Regions from separate parts of the Sus scrofa genome. Here region 2 is linked to region 1. A link is a contact called in public promoter capture Hi-C data. All regions are on one chromosome and are shown on one strand. The core of a region is the stretch at or near the end of the contact, and the rest is flanking DNA. Distances in the headings are between cores, read along the strand shown. Region 1 holds the start of ATR (serine/threonine-protein kinase ATR). Region 2 holds the start of PAQR9 (progestin and adipoQ receptor family member 9).

What was found. Promoter capture Hi-C pulls out the DNA fragments that hold promoters and counts their contacts.
Region 2: a contact with region 1 is called in a promoter capture Hi-C map of fetal skeletal muscle, with 5 times the contacts expected there. The contact joins the promoter of PAQR9 here to the promoter of ATR in region 1. A contact is called at or near these places in 2 of 5 promoter capture datasets (fetal liver and fetal skeletal muscle) and 1 of 2 datasets of contacts at active chromatin or transcription factors (skeletal muscle).

Annotation. Positions count from the first base shown.
Region 1 is chr13:83,286,223-83,292,011 of Sscrofa11.1, reverse strand. It overlaps ATR (serine/threonine-protein kinase ATR), which reads left to right and starts at 2,026. Exons shown (of 47, transcript XM_021069571.1): 1 at 2,026-2,239. The coding sequence starts at 2,181. LOC110256309 (a long non-coding RNA gene) reads right to left here and starts at 1,995. Exons shown (of 2, transcript XR_002337705.1): 1 at 1,900-1,995; 2 at 997-1,476.
Region 2 is chr13:83,667,084-83,673,128 of Sscrofa11.1, reverse strand. PAQR9 (progestin and adipoQ receptor family member 9) reads left to right here and starts at 3,607. Exons shown (of 2, transcript XM_021069578.1): 1 at 3,607-3,826; 2 at 4,104-6,045. The coding sequence starts at 4,260. The coding sequence ends at 5,393.

The DNA.
Region 1 (5,789 bases), core at 777-3,276:
ACACCCCAGCCACAGCAATGCAGGCCAGCTCACGGCAACAACAGATCCTTAACCCACTGAGCGAGGCCAGGGATCAAACCCACAACCTCATGGTTCCCAGTCAGATTCATTTCCACTGCGCCACAACGAGGACTTCGAGAAAGTTAAATTTTTATACATTGATCTCAACCACCATCCTGGACCTACAGAACTCAGCACAAAACCCCCAGCCTATAAAACCTGAATTTCTCCCAACAGCGGGCAGCTCTGAGTTCCTCTTGCTCAGTGCTCCCAACCACTCTGCTGGTCAATAAATCTTGTTTGAAATGTCACTGCTTCAGTCAACCGTCTTTCTTTCCCTGGTGCTCTAACACCCACTATAGCATTCTGGTATTTAACAAATAATTACTACATACCAACTATATCCCAAGCACTCTTTTAGGTCCCAGGTATCTAAGCAAAATCCCGCTCTCAAGGAGCTTATATTCTAATTGGAAGAGACAGTCAAAAAAATAGTATTTAATATATAACTTGATTCTATGTGCTATGAAGGAAAATAAAGCAAGGATGGAGGGGGAGAGAGTATGAGTGCAAGTGTGCTAGTCCATATGAGGCTTTCTGGTGACATTTCAGCAAACATCTGAAGAGAAGTGATGAAAGAAGGGTATTTAAGAGGGATATTTAAGGTCAAGGCAGAGGGTTTAGCAAACGCGAAATCCCTGAGACAGGAGCCTATTTGGCTGTCACTCCGCTTCTTTTTTTTTTTTTTTTTGTCTTTTTAGGGCCACATCCAGGGCATATGGAGGTTCCCAGCCTAGGGGTCAAGTCAGACCTCCATATGCTGCTGGCCTCCACCACAGCTAGGTCAGATCCAAGAGGCGTATGCCATCTACACCTCAGCTTGCGCCAACACGGGATTCTTAACCCACTGAGTGAAGCCAGGGATTCTTAACCCACTGGGTGCTCATGGACACTAGCAGGGTTTGCTACCCCTGAGCCACAACAGAAACTCCCTCCTTTTTTTTTTTTTTTCTTAAGATACTGTGTAACAATTATTCTCCTGTGTTAGGGAACAAAGGTAAATACACTGCCTGGCCTTGCCTGATTAAACATAACTTTGACATGTTAACAGCCTCTTATGATGACCATTTTTCGTATAAAAAAAACTAGGTTGAGCTACAAAATGTCTACAGCCAAAATCCACTGATTTACTTAAAAATTAAATCACAGGTAATAGACGCCAAAGGTAAAGGTGACATAAATACACACAATACTGTCGCTCACTTGATGAGCCACAAATAAACACAATTTAACCCTCTTCTTAAATATTAAAGGTTGATAAGTTCCCGCTGTGGCACAATGGGTTGAGAATCCGAATGCAGTAGCTCCGGTCACTATGGAGGCGAGAGTTCAGTCACCAGCCTGCCACAGAGGGTTAAAGGATCCAACGATGCTGCAGCTGCGTTCGGATCTGACCCCTGGTTAGGGGACTTCCGTCTGTCGCGGTTGCGGCCATACCAAAAAAAAAAAAAAAAAAAAAAAAAGAAAAGAAAGGAAAAAACTTGAGAGTATCCTCAAGGAAACCTAATGCAGACTTCAATTTGAGGGGAAAAAATATCCGCTGGGACAAGGAGGAGCCCACCTTTTGCGCCATACCTCTCAGACACCCGTCAAGAGAACAGTAAGAAAATGAAGAACCTGGGGGCGTCTTTGGGGAGACCTGGATCTGATCTTGGGGCTCTAGATGCTGAATTGTCTCATTTTTCACATTTGTCATGAGAGGGATTCTGGGCTAGTGCCCGCCACGCCCCTTTCCTCCCAGGACCCGGGGTCTGGGTTCTCTGAGCCTCCCAAGCTTGGGAGTGACAGAGCAGAGCAACTAAAAACCAAAACTCTCACGATTTTTGCCTGGCCACTTACCAAGCTGCCTATCTCAGAGCGAACCCAACTGGGGAAACTTGACCCTCCGCCGCGCCGCGTCCCTTGCCCCGCCCACTCTCCCCACCCACTTCGGCCTCCCGGCCTCCCCCGGGTCCTACGCAGAAAAGAACTAGGACCTGGCGAGCGGGCCCGCACGGCTTCCGGGAGGAGTTTTGGGCCCCGCGAGGCACCGTCGGGCGCCGCGCTTTCTCATCGGAGGTGGCTGTGGAGACGCCAGGAGCCCGCCTGGGTGTAGTTGACCGGTGGTGCACGTCCTCAGCATGGGCGAGCATGGTCTGGAGTTGGCGTCTATGATCCCGGCCCTGCGGGAGCTGGGCAGGTAGGGCCAGGCCGGCATCTCACGTGCTCTCCCTCCCCAGCCGCGCGCGTCCTAGTTCCGATCCCCTCAACCCGGGCCCTTGTGGAGACACTCCGTGGCTGATTAGAGCGCTTCTCCTACAGAGAGGCGGTTAAAAGGACTGGGGGCTTCGCCGCAGACCCGCCAGATGCGGGTCCGAGGGGAGGGCCGTCTGCAGGTCCCACTTTACCTCAGCGGCGCCCTGAAGCTCCTCCCCCACCAGCACCCCCAGGGGATTGCCTCTGCGGCGGGAAAGAAGGGTCCCGCCGGATGGTAACTTTCTGATCACTTCCCTACACTCACTGCTTTGCTTCTCAAAAGCCTCTTTCCTTGATGGAGTACTTGACCTGTGGATTTGTCTCAGTTTCTGTTGTCTTCTATGTTTTGACCCCAAACTGCCCTCGGATGAAAAGTCATTTGTTCAGATTTTATGCAAGGAAGGCCAGTTGCTCGAAAAAGCAGTTTGTGTCTTTCTTAGAAGTGAAACCATAGGCCATTCTGGAGATGGGACCCTTTTCATGTTGATCATCCAGTCCCCAATTCGTTAGTTCAATCAGAAATCCCAGGAATCGACCACAACGTCTGCAAAATATAAATGTGCAAGAATGAAGCCAAAATTTGAAGATAATTTAATGTTCCATTTGCATAGCTTTTTTTTTTTTTTTCCCCTGTAAACCTGAGAATAGAATCATGTAAACCAGTTTCCTGCCGCAACAGAAGGGAGAGATGTTGATGTCTGCTGTCCTTCAACACACCTACAACCTTTCCTCAACCAGGCCTAGGCAGGGTGTTTGTTCAATTTTTTTTTTTTTTTTTTTGGTAACCTACTGTGAATAGAAAAGTGGGCTTGTACCACTACTGCATTTGAACTGTCAATTGGAATAGTTGCTTTCCAATTTCTTAAATTGTTTGAAAACTTAGCACACAGCCACAACTGATTTTAAGCCCATGGGATATTTAATTTCCTTTCTTTGTGCAGTGCAGTTGTGTCCCTCTCCACTTGTTAGCCATACCAAGACACTGACATTTAGTCTTCCTCAGTTACATACATAAGAGGTTATAAATAACAGCACCATGCTTGTCTTAACTGAATCATCCTCTTTTTGTGTGTATGATTTTTTCCCCCTTGGCATGAGTGTTGCAATCATACTTGGGTAAACATTTTGTAAAGTAACATTTACCTTTCTTAAGAAGATGAAGGCAGGTGTTCACACAGGAAGTTGATGTACCTATTTCATCTTTCAGGCTCCATGTAAAGCTCAGGGTGTTTCCCCCTTCCCCCTGCTTTAATATAGAATTTGCTGATTAATACTTCTCTTCCCTTTTCTCTCTTCCAGTATGATACTTGTTGATAAAAATAATACTATCTTGGATTTATTTATAGTCTCTTTCATCAACAGAGCTTATGTTACCTTTGATTCATTTGTAGCCATTTTAAGAGAAGGAATAATAAAAAAAAAAACTTAGGAGTTCCTGTCCTGGTGCAGAAGAAATGAATCCGACTAGGAACCATGAGGTTCAATCCCTGGCCTCGCCTAATGGGTTAAGGATCCGGCATTGCCGTGAGCTGTGGTGAAGGTCGCAGATGCAGCTCAGATCTGGCGTTGCTGTGGCTGTGGTGTAGGCTGGCAGCTACAGCTCTGATTAGACCCCTAGGCTGGGAACCTCCATATGCTGTGGGTGTGGCCCTAAAAAAGACAAAAAAGACAAAAACAAAAACAAAAGCAAAAACACTTACCCATGGAGAATTACCTAATAGTAGTTTTTAATTGTCATGACTTTTTCATTGCAGCTTATTCATTCACATAGTATCTCCATGATATAGAATGGACCAAATATTATCACTGTTTATTAAGAAACAGAGTCACAAAGTCAAAAGGATAGCAATTATTAGAGCTAGATTTCAAATTCAAGCCATCAAGTCTTTTTCTCCTTAATTTTTTTTTCTTTTTCTTAAGTGACCGTGGCAATTAGATTTCTGAAAAAAGTAAGATGTTACTGTTTAAATGTATGGCCTCCTTTTCCTCTGTCTCTCAGGGATAAGTTTTGTTCCAATGTTTTCTGCTGTTAGCACTCCCTTTTTTTTTTTTTTTTTTTTTTTTTCATGATTGCACTGTGGGACATGGAAGTTCCCAGGCCTGCACCACAGCTGCAGCAACACTGGATCTAAGCGGCATCTGTAACTTATGTTGCAGCTTGCAGTTACACCAGATCCTTAACCCACTGCATGAGGCCAGGGATTGAACCTGCATTCTCATAGACAATATGTTGTGTTCTTAACCTGCTGGGCCACAACGGGAACTCCTATTAGCACTCTTTTCTCTATAGTCTTTCTGTTTGATCTCATCTATTTTCCTGCTGTCAACTACCATCTGCTATTTGATGACTCTAAATGCATGTCTCCCATATCTATTTCCTACAAAACTATATCCAACCACATACTGCAGTTGTTCTGATAACCCCATTAGTTGTTCCCTGGGTGTCCTACATGCATTTAAGACTCAATATATCCAATACAAATTCTCTGTATGTTCTAACCTCCCAAAGTTTTGTTTTGTTTAAATACCTCTCGTTCACTGAAGTAGGGAGATATCTCAGTAAATGATACCATGTTCACTCGTTTTTCTAAACTAGAAATCTAGGAGTCATTCTTGGCTCCATATGTGCTTTCAGGCTACATCGATTGTCCTCTTTCCTTATTTATTTATTTATTTTGCGTTTTAAGACCACATCCATGGCATATGGAGGTTCCAGGCTAGGGGTCAAATCGAAGCTACAGCTGCTGGCCTGCGCCTTAGCCACAGCAACGCAGGATCTGTACTGCATATGCGACCTACACTACAGCTCACGGCAACACAGGTTCCTGGACCCACTGAGCAAAGCCAGGGATCAAACCTGCATCCTCATGGATACTAGTTGGATTAGTTTCCACTGCACTACAACTCTCCTCCTCAGTAACTCTGTCTAGTCTCATGGCTTTAAATACCATCTAGGAGTTCCCGTTGTGGCTCAGCAGAAACGAACCCATCTGGTATCCGCAAGCATGTAGGTTTGATCCCTGGCCTCACCCAGTGGGTCAAGGATCCTGCATTGCTATGAGCTGTGGTGTAGGTTGCAGATGTGGTTCGGATCCTGCTTTGCTGTGGCTGTGGTGTAGGCTGGCGGCAGCAGTTCTGACTAGACTCCTAGCCTAGGAACTTCAATATGCCACACAAGTGGCCCTAAAAAGCAAAAAAAAAAGAAAAGAAAAAAAATACTGTCTAAATGCTGATAACTCCCAAATGTATATCTAGCCCAGAGGTATATGTTAGGTTGTTTATTCAACATCTACACCCAGAAAAGAAGATTAACATATCCAAAGCAGAACTCCTGATTTACTGTCCTTATTTATTTGTAAATGTACCAATCAAAAGCCTAAAAGGGAATTCCCTGGTGGCTTGGTGGGTTTAGGATTTGGTACTGTCACTGCTGTGGCACAAGTTTGATCCCTGGCCCAGGAACTTCTGCATATCTTGGATGCAGTCAAAAAGGA
Region 2 (6,045 bases), core at 2,358-4,857, 380 kb before region 1:
TGACCACACCTGACATGGAAAAATTGGGGGTCTTGTTTGTTTTTGTGTTTTTTAAATTTTTATTCAGAGTTGATTTATAATGTGTTTCATATGTACAGCAAAGTGATTCAGTTATACATACATATATTTTCTTTCTTTCCTTCCTTTTTTTTTTTTTTTTGGCTTGGTGTGCATTGGCTTGATGTGGGACTTCAGTTTCCAGACCAGAGATTGAACCCAGGCCACAGAAGTGAAAGCACCAAGTCCTAACCCTAGACTACCAAGGAACTCCCTACCTCTTCTATTTTTTAGATTTTTCTCCATTAGGTTATTATAAAACATGTAGTACAGTTCCCTGTGCTACACAGAAGGTCCTTGTTGGTTATCTATTTTATATACATTAGTGTGTATATGTTAATCCCAAACAACATGGAAGAATTTGGGTGATAATGCTTTCAATTTGAGGGAAGGGAGGCTCTTTTTTAGACTGTATATTCTAAGGAGAGGGACTAAACCCTATAGAGTTCTCTTCATACAGAGTTGTGGATACAACTAAGCACTGGGTCCACAGTGGATTTTGTTTGGTTGGTTGATGGGGGTTTTGGCTAAAAATGAGACTAGCAAAATAAATAAATAAATAAATTACTTCCTCCAAAAATGGATATTAACAAATATCACATCTTTTCTCTGCAGGTTTTATCTATATCTCATTGTCCTTATTAGAGAATATCATATCTGCTATGGAATTTTTATATATGCTTCACTCTATTACTGTAGAGAGAAACTCAAGCCTAGGATTGGCCTATAAGATCATCACCAAAGCAAAGCACAGGGGCAAAAGCATTTGTCCCGCTTGCATTTGTCCTATGTATGACTGCACTTTGCAGCCGGCACCCCTCAGTGCCCAAACATACAGAGCCTCCACAAAACTGCAAAAAACATATTTGTGGCCTTGGTTTGACAAGACTGCAATTGGGAGAACTAGGCAGTTTCCGCCTCTAACGTAACACCTGGCACTGGCTTTCCAATGTAATACCCAGTGACTCTTTTAGGTCAAGAACTTGGTAGTCAGTTCTGGTTACCTTAGAGATGCCTTATCTCCCAGTGCACCTTCAGGGAATAGCAGCCAGACCACTGCTTCTCTCTGTTTAGCCAAGCCCAGGGGACGTGACCATGGTTCTCACTGACAAGAGGCAGTGAGTTTACTGGCATTAAAATAAATGACAAAACCCAGCCTGTGGGGGTTTTGGGGAACAGCTTTATATCTCAAAAACCGTAAAGAAAAATTAATTCTAAAGATTGGTAGTAATAAAGGAAACATCGTATTGCTAGCTTGGGTTTTTTTTTAATTAATTAGGTGAATAATGCTATTTCCTTAGTTCCTTTTTACTTGGCTTTGTCAAGGTATAACCAGGACACCTGTCTTGGTCAGCACCAGAGAGCTTTCAGGAACACCACTTCATGACAGCAGCTGATTTTGTGCCTCATGTGGGGTAAGAGACGCATGAGAAAAGAGAAAAGCAGAAATCACAAAGACTTTCTCAAAGACTTATGAGAATGTTACAGACATTTTCTGACTTTATAAAATACCGAATGTTTTAAAGACTACCATCTTTTATTACAGCCAGGCTCAGCCCTCTTAGCCATAAAGATAAAAGTTATTCTATCTAACCAGAGGTTTTTCACATTAATTTACAGTCAATTCCATTATTTCATTTGATGTGAACTTCCTATTATATTCTCCCCAATTATGTAAGGGAGCCGATTTTGCAGCTAAGAGGTTGGTAAAGATGGGAATTATTATAAGATCAACTTTTTTTTTTTTACGGCTCAGGTTGTTCGTGGAGTAACAGAGAATATGAAAAAAATTTTATTCTGGCCTGCCCCGGATTCAGTTTTATCATTCTTAGGCTTGATTTACAACTGCCTGAATCTTAACCCTTTTACAAATTAGCCTGGATCCTAAGTCCAGATGTGAAAGGAAATTAGGTTTTGCTTTAAAACAAGGCTATAGACAGTGCAAAACAAAAGACTAAAACAAAATACTAATTAAGTAACTACAGTAAAATCTCATTTATTGAAAATTCATTAATCAGGAATTTGTGTTCAGAAAGGTGTAACTTTGGCCTAATTGTGTAACAGTTTGCTAAGTTGGTTACTAACGGAAAATATTTTTTTTGAAAGAGAAAGCTAAAACTTCTAAAGGGACTGTTTCTAGTATCCTTAAGTCATTTTAGATATTTACAATACTGAATGATTTCTTAGTTATAAATAACTCTTATCCATAACTAAGTCCTGAGCCACCACTAAGTAAATCTTCCTTGACCTACTTGTAGGATTTGTTGTAGTGATGAAGGTAGCCTTTCATTTATAAAATGAAATTGAAAGCCTTTTCCTAAATCAGACTATGCTTCCTCAAAGTTTCCTTTGAGCAAAGCAGGTTGATGGATGTTCAGCTTTAAGTACATGAGGTCTAGAAGGAGCTTGCTGGGTTCAAATCCCCCCTTCTACCAATGGGGTATTTACCATCTTGGTGCCTTCACTTCCTTATCTGCAAGATCGGAAAATAATACCTAAAAGAATTGAAAACTGTAAAGCACTTAGAACAGTGCCGGGTTCCTTAAGAGTTAGCTATTGTCTACCTGACACTATACTGCAGAGCAGTGATGTTAGTCAGACTCAGTCACACACCCAGGGTAGCACTTAGAGAAACTTTCTGTGAAATGGTAAACATTTTACAGGAGGCAGGTTTTTCAGCCCCTCTTTTCACAAAGCTCTAGGGCATATATTCACAGCGCAGTGTATCACAACCATTTTCCATTCTTCAGTCTGTCTGTTTTCTGGCCTTGAGCCACCCAACTTAGCCTGCCAGGTACTTCTGCTTAATTATGCATAAGATTTTTTTCCAAGCCACTCCTCCCAGTCTATACGACTTCGTCTCCGTTCTCTTTTCAATTCGCGCTAAAATGCACCTCCTCCCTGAAGTCCTCCCTTATCAACGCCCTCCACTTAGAATCAGCCCTTGACTCGGGCACAGCTCTGCTTGGGAATCCCTTCTTAATAAATTCCTCCGAGCAAGCTTTCTAAATCGCCTAGTCTTCATCTGAAATTTTTCATTAAAACATGGAGTTTGAGCAGCCCGCCCTGAGTTGTAGGACTCTTGGGCTCCAAACAAGAGTCCTAGTTAAAGACACAAAAACGGTAGTATGGGTGAGCTTCAGCCCCCGAAGGCTGGTGAGTGCGACCCCAGGCCAGTTTAGAGGACCATTTTTTTGGCCACGACAACGACGAAAGGAGGTTAGTGACGCACCTGAATAAGTCCGCTAGACGAAAGGAGATAAACTAAAGCTTGATATGGTGCCGAGAGTGAGTACCGCGCGGGCGCGCGCGCGCGCGCACACACACACACGGAAAGAGAACAGCAGTCCCAGGTATATGACAATGACACGGCCCTGGTCCAGACACGGCCTCAAAGCCCCTCGGTTTCCGGAGCGCCTCCGCCCCCTCCGGAGATTACTGTCAGAGCATCTCTTCGCTCTGCCCCGGCTTCAGCACTCCCGCCGCCCTCCCCTCCCCCCACCCCGCCACAGCTCCCCGCCCCCCGCGAACGCGGCTCCCCTGTGTCCTTTCGAACGCCCGCGTGGCTGTCGGGTTTCGAATCCCGGCGCCGACCCTCGCCCTCGACGCGGGCTGCCGAGTCGCTGGCGCAGCCTTCGGCCCTCGCATCAATCATTAACGGGCCAACTCGGGCTTCTGCGACCCGAGAAAGGGGGATGGTACGGAACTCGAGACGGGGGACAACTCTATTGCCCGAGGCGGCCGCGAAATACTAGCCAGGGAGGCCCGGGTGCGCCTGTCCCTCCCTCCCTCCAAGCGCCTCCGCTCCCACATCCCCGCCTCCCGCGCCGGGGGCGGCGGCGGCGGCTGCGCCCGCACCGCGCGATGCCCAGTCACCGCAGCAGCGCCGCCGCCGCAGTCAGCCGCGCCGCCGCCGCTGCCGCAGCGCGAGCGGCCGCGAGCCGGTAGCAGGGAGCCTGGTGAAGGGGCCGACGAGCCCCGCGCGCTCCTGCTGGTCGCTGCGCGACTTCGAAATTGATGGTTATTTTTATTTATTTATATTTTAGGAACGGCTGCTCAGAGGCTCAGGTCTTTTCTGGAACCTGCAGCGACGCCCCCGGCGCGTGCACAAAGGCTCCGACGGCGGCCGGCGGGGACTGGCGAGCGCGCTGGTGCCGGCGCCAGAGGTCGCCTGTGCGCGCCCTAGCCAAGCCCCGGGCACCATGCCGCGGCGCCTGCAGCCCCGGAGCGCGGGCACAAAAGGCCCGCCTGGCATGACCGCGGCGGCTTCAGAGGCCGCCTCTCGCTCCCACCCCTCGGCCTCCGGAGACCCTGCGGCATCCGCCAAGCCGCTGCTGCGCTGGGACGAGGTGCCCGACGACTTCGTGGAGTGCTTCATCCTGTCCGGCTACCGGCGGCTGCCATGCACCGCGCAGGAGTGCCTAGCCTCGGTGCTGAAGCCTACCAACGAGACGCTCAACTTCTGGACGCACTTCATCCCGCTGCTGCTGTTTTTGAGCAAGTTCTGCCGCCTGTTCTTTCTAAGTGGCCGCGATGTGCCCTTCCACCACCCATGGCTGCTGCCGCTGTGGTGCTACGCGTCGGGCGTGCTGCTGACCTTCGCCATGAGCTGCACGGCGCATGTGTTCAGCTGCCTGTCGCTACGCCTGCGCGCCGCCTTCTTCTACCTGGATTACGCGTCCATCAGCTACTATGGCTTCGGCAGTACTGTGGCCTACTACTACTACCTGTTGCCGGGCCTGAGCTTGTTGGACGCCAGGGTGATGACCCCGTATGTGCAGCAGCGCCTGGGCTGGCACGTGGACTGCACAGGCCTCATCGCTGCCTACCGCGCCCTTGTGCTGCCTGTGGCCTTCGTACTGGCCGTGGCCTGCACCGTGGCCTGCTGCAAGAGCCGCACTGACTGGTGCTCTTACCCATTCGCGCTGCGCACCTTTGTCTTCGTCATGCCGCTCAGCATGGCCTGCCCCATCATGCTCGAGAGTTGGCTCTTTGACCTCCGTGGCGAGAACCCCACGCTCTTTGTACACTTCTACCGCCGCTACTTCTGGCTGGTCGTGGCTGCCTTCTTCAACGTGAGCAAGATACCCGAGCGCATCCAGCCGGGCCTCTTCGACATCATTGGCCACAGCCACCAGCTCTTCCACATCTTCACTTTCCTTAGCATCTACGATCAGGTGTACTACGTGGAGGAGGGCCTGCGCCAGTTCCTCAAGGCGCCACCCGATGCGCCCACTTTCTGTGGCACTGTGGGCTACATGCTGTTGCTGGTCATCTGTCTGGGGCTGGTCATCAAGAAGTTCCTAAACAACTCGGAATTCTGCAGTAAAAAGTGAGCCTCTGCCTTGGAGGAGGCTGCCAGCTCGCCCACTTTTTTGTATGGAGTTTCTGTTGTTGCTGTTGTTGGTTTGTTTTCAAGTTTTGTTGTGTTTTCTTCTTTGCTCGAGGAGGGTGCTGCAAAACAACAGAGAAAAAGTCCAATGCGACGGGGGTGGGGGCGTCTCAATGCACTTGGGGCTTTGGAAGAGGGAGATGGGGCAAGCAGGAGGCAGAAGGCCACTGGTCCTTGATCCTGGGAAAAAATTCAAGTGGTGTCTGTGACATCCAAGGATTTTTCTAAGGCAGCGAATAAAACCCCCAATAAAACCTCTAACAGTTCGATTTTCCAATCGTCTTCTCTGCCAGAGGTAATAACAAGTAGCCCTTGTGAGATCAGGCATGCAGTAAAGAGGGTAAGTAGACAAAATCCCTGAGTACTTCCATTTCAGTCTGAGGAATGCATGGATTTAAAGAATAGAACGTTGTAGGAAAGGAGCACAGAGACAGAAACCCAGGGCTTAACCTGCTAGAAAATGCATGGAATGTGAACTCACGTTAATTATTTCAAAATGTTTCTCAGATGTTATTTAAATAGTAATATATATAGTGATTTCTCATAATTTATCAAAGCCTGTGATCTGCACTGATTTATCTTTGTCATGTAGTTTT